2 separate regions of the Mus musculus genome follow, and region 2 is linked to region 1. Evidence: chromatin contacts called from public promoter capture Hi-C data. All regions are on one chromosome and are shown on one strand. Each heading gives the region's core, a stretch centred on a gene start, on an enhancer-like site or on the middle of the called end of the contact. The rest is flanking DNA. Distances are from core to core; before and after follow the strand shown.

Region 1 (3,305 bases), core at 476-2,975:
TGTGGCGACTGGCCCGTGCCAGTCTTTCAAAGGTTCCCAGTAAAACTCAAAAAAAGTATGTTCACTAATCTTAAAGTTTTGATTTTTTTTTTAAGATCAAAATTTGGTAGGCAAGACTCATTCCTGGGAGCACATTTGACCGCAGCACTCTTGGTGAAATACTCTCAGACTCCTTCATCCTTTGCCTTACACAATTCCCTCAGCTGCAGAAATCCAGAACTCGAGGTCCACTTCTGTAAAATAGGAACCTCACTAAAATATTAGCCTTAGTGTGTGCCCGCAGGGGTGCGGGGGGTGGGGGGGGGAATTTTAATGACTGGAGTTCTGGTAAAGCAGGGCGAAACGTTAAATTGAGCACCATTTCTGAAACTCAGGGGCTCCAAATGGCTGAATCAGCATTTTCTGAAACAAAGTCTTCTGGGCCTGGCCTTTTAAACAGCCGCAAAGGGAAAGTTGTGCAATAACACATATTTACTCACTAATGCTACTTGTTTTGGACTTATTCTTTGCATCTCTTGAATGAAACAGTTACAAAAAAAGAGTTTTTCAAAAACATCCTAAAGGACTAGAGCCTTGTAAAAATCACCTGTGGCTCTCCTACTTTTCGGTCAAAGCAAATGAAAAGAAGTTCGCGGGGTTTCTTCCAACGCCAAGAAAAGACAAATACATTTTTTTTTCCAAAGTGAAGAATACCCTAATTTCCATAACGCACATGCCGCAGGCCCTCGCCAGGCAGGCGTTTGGAGAGGCAATCAGCAAAGGCAGAGAGTTGCATCAGAAATTTCCTTCTGCAAACGGTACCGCTCTTATCACGTTTCCACCGCTGGCGGGCTGCTAGTTCGTGAGCCCTCAAACTTGGTGTTAGGCCCCAGCGACGGGTAGCGGGGCCACTAACAGACCCGAAGAAAGAAAGGGGTGGGGGTTGGGGAGTGTGTGTGGGGGGGTACGGAACCTCGGGCCGCGGTCCGGGCCGCGCTCGCTTGGGACTTGGGAGTGTCTGGCACCGCTGCCCGGTCCGCCTGGCGCGCGCGCCGAGGCCCGGGGCGCAGCGGGAGCACCCGCTTCTCCGGTGACCCCCGGGCGCCCACCCTCCTCCAGGGCGGTGGCCCCTGAAAGCGCGGCCGTGACCGCAGCCCCCGCCCGAGCCCCCCGAGCCGTCGCCGTCGGACAAGACGGCTCAAGAATGTGCCGCTCGGGGCCCCGCGCCTCCCCCCGTGGGCTGGAGCGCAGGGGAGAGCGTTGCGGGGCGCCGCAGCCGCGCGCCCGCCGCCCCGTCCCGCCATCCCGTGCCGCCCCGCCGGGGGCCCGGGGCGCCGCAGCCCCCCAGACCCCCCAAGGCGACGCCCTTCCGCCCGCCGCGCCTCGCGGGGCCCCGCGTCCCGATCGCGGGCGGCCCCGAGCGCAGACAATGACGGCGCGGGGAGCCGCCCGGCCGCCGGGCCCCGCGAGGCGCGGACCACAAAAGTAACTTGCCGCGGCTCCCCGCCCAACTCCTACCTGACGTGCAGCTCCTCGTCGCCTCCGCGTGGCCGCTGGCCACACGTTGCACGAGTCACAACGGAGAAAAACCGAAGGCAAAGCCGGACACTGGACGGTCCCAGTCGCCGTGCGTGAGACGGTGCGCGGAAACTTCGTGCTCCCGTGGGTCTCGGAACGCGAATCCCGCCCGCCACTGGTCGCAGCGCCCTTCCCTTCCTGCCGCCTCCCCGCACCCCACCCCCTCGATGGGCTTTAAACTCTCCGGGCCCCGCCCGCCCTCCCCGCCTCCGCCGCCGCCTCCGCCTCCTCCTCCCCCGGCCGCTTTTCCTGCTCCTCCTCCCGCCGCCGCCCGGACCGCTCGGCGGCCGCCAGCGCGGGAGGAGCCGCGGCCTGGGCGCAGGGCGTGGCGCGGGGGGCGCGGGCTCGCGGGGTTGGCGTGGCACGATGCTCTCCCGCCCGGGCGGGAGCGCGCCCACCATGCTTGCAGCGCGCGGGACCCCCGGCGCCACGCCACCGCCCCGGTGCGCGGCCGCGCCGGCGGAAGACCGACCGGACCTGTCCCGAGGGCCATTCGGAAGGGAATTGTTCGAAACTCAGAAAGTACTCCCCAACCGCACAGTTCAAACTCTTCCTGGGCTGCGGCCGCCCGACACCGTCGTGGGCAGCCCCGGGCCCGGACAAGGAAACTCGGGCTTGCTCACGGCGGGTCGGGTCCGAGCCTCACCTTTCTCAGCCTCAGTTTCGCCAGCTGCGTGTGAGTAGCCGAAGGAGGGAAGCCTGAGAGGCCCTTCATTGTTTTCTTGAGGCAGCCGAGCAAGCCTCGTGTCCTTTACCTCTGAAGTGGGGCCCTCGTGAAAGTAAAGCCCAGACGGGCCGTGCCCGGTTTCTAAAGTGACCCACGAAAAGGCAACGGGCTAATTTGATCGGCCCCTTCGAAATAATTCTTAATGTTGTGTCGCTTTTCTAGTACAGATAGGCTACCAATAATTACACCTTTTTCTTGAGTTTCGGCTTTGTAAAAGCAGCCCTGACCGTAAATCACCGTAGTTGAGAAGACACGTGGTGTGAAACATTTGTGAATTCTCCTTCTTCTCCCTCACTCAGGCCTCTGAGGTTTGTTCCTAGAACAACTGTAGAAAGTAGAGAGACTGAGCCTAAAAAGTAACTTCTTAAAAGTAACTTCTAGAAAGTCGAGAAGCTGGGAGTGGGCTCACAGCAAGGCAAAGATTTGAAAGCTGTGCTGTGTGCATTGTCCGACGCTCTTTTTGAGCACGGCTCGGTACCTCTTGCTTTTAACAGTGGTTTTTCCGACCTCAGATTGATGTAATCAATGAAAAGTTTTTCCTTTCCTATAACTGAACACTCACTCTTATTTCTGGCCGTTGGTCCAAGACTCAGAAACCTACAAGGTGAAAATCCAGAGAAAAGGATGTGAATAAGTCTTAGATTCCCGGGGAAAGGAACACAAGAAGTCTTTTGTAGACAAAGGACTCAAAAGCGAACCGAAGCAGAGAAAACTGGGCTAACTTTTCCCAAGTTGATTGGCTTCAAACTTTACAGTTTTCCTGCAGGGTCTCACCAACGATCCATACTGCACCGGACACAAAGCCTGTCGGGTCAGGGAACTTTTACAGAGGTTTGAAAGTTTCTACATACTTTCGCAATACTTTTCCCCCCTGAATCGATTTGTTGGTAAGTTCCAAACAGTGTGGACCCTTCAGCCCTCTACATATTGATGTTGCCTTTCCAAACATGGAGATGTTTTCTTATATAACAACCACATACCTTTCAAATCCACAGATTTATATTGGTACAAAACGTGTATT
Region 2 (3,305 bases), core at 347-2,846, about 10 Mb after region 1:
TGAATACACCTTGGGTCGCCAAGGCTCACTGGCCACATCATTTCTTCAAAGATCTCCAGCGCTGCCTCCTACCCCAGAGCCTGCAATCACCTTTCTAGTTGACCTCTCTGGGCCCCTAGCACTAAGAGATAGCTGAACAGGAATCCCACCGCACCTCCAGGGTAGATGCGGCCCAGGCCAGGCTAAGGCGGCAAGAAGACGCCAAAGGCACCACAGTAGAAGTGGCAGTTTCAGGATGCCGCCCAAGGTCAGGGGTACCTCCGAGGCGGTCACCCCTCTTCCTTTGCTCGCACAGGCGGGCCTTCTTTCTACCAAGTCTGCTAAGCACACCGAGTCCCACCAGAATTTGATGGCCAACCCAGCGCCCCAAACATTCTAGGGATTTTGGAAGGCCTAGCGTGCCAGGTCGCGTCGCATCGGCCGTCCTATATGAACCCGATGGAGAGCAAGGAACTAGGCCTCAGGTTGTAAAGCTCACGCACAGCCGACCGGGAGGGCGAGGCTCGGCGCAGACACTCTGAGCCCACGCAGCTCTGCTCCAGCAAAAGAAGGGGTTCTGGGAGTATGACTGGGACCGGCGGGGGGCTTGAAGCTACATCCCAGGACCCAAGGGTAGGAGATTCCGGGGAGAAAGGGAGGTAAAACTAAAGCAGCTCCCCCATCCCAACTCCTTTCCCCGCCTCAGCCCTGGGGGACCCTCAGCCTAGACTAAGGGGGTGGGGGGAGGTCAGCGAGCACATAAGGCGGAAAGGAAGGATTCAAAGAGCTTGGGCCGAAGGGCCACAGGCCTGCAGCCTCCGCGGCTAAGCCCGGCTGCGGTGTGAGTTTTCGAGTACTTTCGTCTAACTTAGCAGCCCAGTTCCGCAGCTTCGGAGGAGGCGGGGGAGGGGGCGGCCGGCTCCCGAGCGGCCTGGGGTCCCCAGGGCAGCCAAGGGGCGCCCGGCCTCTCACTCCAACCCCGCCCACCTGCCCCGGACAGAGGTAGCGGGGGTCGATTAGAGGACGGGGAGACGAGAGGGGCCACCATCGTCCCGGGGTGGCGCGCGGCCCGGCGACTCCCTCCTTACCTGCCCTCCGCAGTCGCGGCTTTTCACCATCTACCTCTCGCCTTCACCGAGACTCGCCGGCAGCCAACCTGCAAAACGGAGGCGCACAGGTATTACCCCGGAGACGGCGGGACCCTAGGCTTTCCTCTTCCCTCAACTTCCCTCTTCCCGTCTCCTGCATTTTTTCTAGGAGCTCTGTGCGTGTACCTCCAGGTTTCACTTTATTGCTCAAACACTTTGTTGCAAAGTCCCACATGCTTTTCCTCTCAAGACCTGGCCTCGCCCGGGACCCGGGGGGTGGGGTGGGTGAGTAGGGGGTGTTCGAGGGACAGAGTTAGGAGGTGGCTTGCGCTGGCAGCTGCACTCTCTCGGAGCAAGCCGGAGGCGGTAGGGACTGGAGAAATCCTGCATAGTCACTTGGCAAACTAAATAAATCAAGCAATTTACCTTGTCGGAGTGGCTTGTCTTGCTCGGTTGTTTAGGTGATTGGAAATGTAGCCTGATGAAGATTGATCACCTTTCTACTGCCCTCCCCGGGTATGTGAACGCGAGGCGAGTGCGTAACGGGGCTCGGCCTCCAATAGGGGGCCTAGAGCGGACTGAGTGACAGGGAGCTGGGCAATGGCGAGCCCGGGTTACCTCCGCGCGCCCCCGCCCTCCCTCGCCCCCACCTCCTCCCTCCCCGCGCGCCGGCCCCGCCCCGGTCGCGCGCTAACTCTGGGTCTAGGTTGGCAAATTCCGCTCAGAACGAGTTGAGGAGGGCGAAGGCTGCGCCGGAGTTGCTGGCACAGAGGGGGCCCCGGGTCCCAAGGCTCGCCCGAGGGCCCCCGCCCTCCCCTTGCCCGGGCCGCGCTCCGGAGGAGTGGCGTCAAGCTGCTGGATAACCGGTTCCTGCTCGCGCGCGCGCGCCGCCAGGCTCTGCCGCACTGTGGGAGCCAGGCTTCCCAGGCCGAGGACTCGGGGCGTGCTGGCCCCTGGCACTCCTTGATGCTCCCTGGGGCCCCAGCAACTCCTCCTCCGCTCCCCCACAACCAGCGGTCGCCGCCGGCGCGGGCTGCTGAGCGGAGCCGGGAGTGGGGGTGCAGCTCTCGGCGCGCAGGGCGCCCTGCGGCGACCCGGGACTCTTGCGCCCAGAAAGAGCACCGGCAGGGGAGGCGCCGCCAATTCCCAGCTGCACAGCGTTTCCAGGGGCTCCCAGGCAGTCTCACCAAAGGTGTTCGCAAGTCCTAAAAGCTTCTTCGGAACCGTTGGAACTCAAATCTCCTTACATTCTCTCTCTCTCTCTCTCTCTCTCTCTCTCTCTCTCTCTCTCTCTCTCTCTCTCTCTCATGGATTTGATAGAAAACTTTCTTTTTCACAATCTGTCAGTCTTTCCAGATCTCCACCTACAACGAACAGTCTGGTGGAAAATGTGGCTACACACCCCGATCCCTCTCACTTCATTTTCTACACCTTACTGGAGGAGCCTCCTCGAAACAATTTCCCCGGATTGTTCTTACTGGCAGACCCCAGTTTCCAGCCGAATAAACTTGCTGAGATCGTCTTCTTGTGTGTACTTTTCAAAGCGAGAGGGAAGAGTATTTTCGGCCCAACCCCGAACAAGGCAATATTTTTACATGGCATCTCCTACTGAATACTAGGGACCACACTTACACTCTTTCCTAGTTCTTTTTCCTCATCTTCTGCCGTTCTCACCCCAACAGGCGGGCGAAAAGTTTGAACCACAGTATGTGCGTGGGTGAGTTCGGCAGCCGCCGAGAGCAAGGTAGAGCGGAGCACCGCGATGCCCAGGCCGCGCGGTCCGCTGTGGTCGCTGACCGGGTGCGGGGCGACCAGAAGGAAGGGGGGAGCCCGCTGAGTGAAAAGGGCCGCGACTGCCGCTCATCAAAGTGCTTCTCCCCTCCCCCACGCGACACTTTTCTTTGGAGTCCGAATAAAATACGGTAACAGAATATGACGGAGGGCACACTGTTTCCTTAACTGCTTCTCAAAGGACCGAGAGATCTTCTTAGGACCTTTAATAAGGCTTTGGTCGGTTCTTTTGTTGGTCTCTCAAAATCAACTCCTTCTAATTGAAGTTGGAGCTGAAAGCGAGCTAATGTTCAAAGAAAGTGGCCGCCAGACTAACGAAATTACATTTTTTTTTTTGAACGATGAGGGAACATCTAATCAAAGGGGCAGGGAAGGAGGGGTGTGAGAGGGGACTACGGAGGAGAAAAGGAGGTTTTACAAGATCCTTCTCTGGTTCACAAAAGTCAG

What was found. Promoter capture Hi-C pulls out the DNA fragments that hold promoters and counts their contacts.
Region 2: a contact with region 1 is called in a promoter capture Hi-C map of second pharyngeal arch cranial neural crest. The contact joins the promoter of Otx1 here to the promoter of Grb10 in region 1. A contact is called at or near these places in 3 of 39 promoter capture datasets (cranial neural crest, frontonasal cranial neural crest and second pharyngeal arch cranial neural crest) and 1 of 484 Hi-C or Micro-C datasets (embryonic stem cells).

What each region holds. Positions count from the first base shown.
Region 1 is chr11:12,035,695-12,038,999 of GRCm38.p6, forward strand. It overlaps Grb10 (growth factor receptor bound protein 10), which reads right to left and starts at 1,726. Exons shown (of 17, transcript NM_010345.4): 1 at 1,498-1,726.
Region 2 is chr11:22,000,055-22,003,359 of GRCm38.p6, forward strand. It overlaps Otx1 (orthodenticle homeobox 1), which reads right to left and starts at 1,597. Exons shown (of 5, transcript NM_011023.3): 1 at 1,494-1,597; 2 at 1,068-1,135. Gm32517 (a long non-coding RNA gene) reads left to right here. Exons shown (of 3, transcript XR_003949861.1): 3 at 380-530.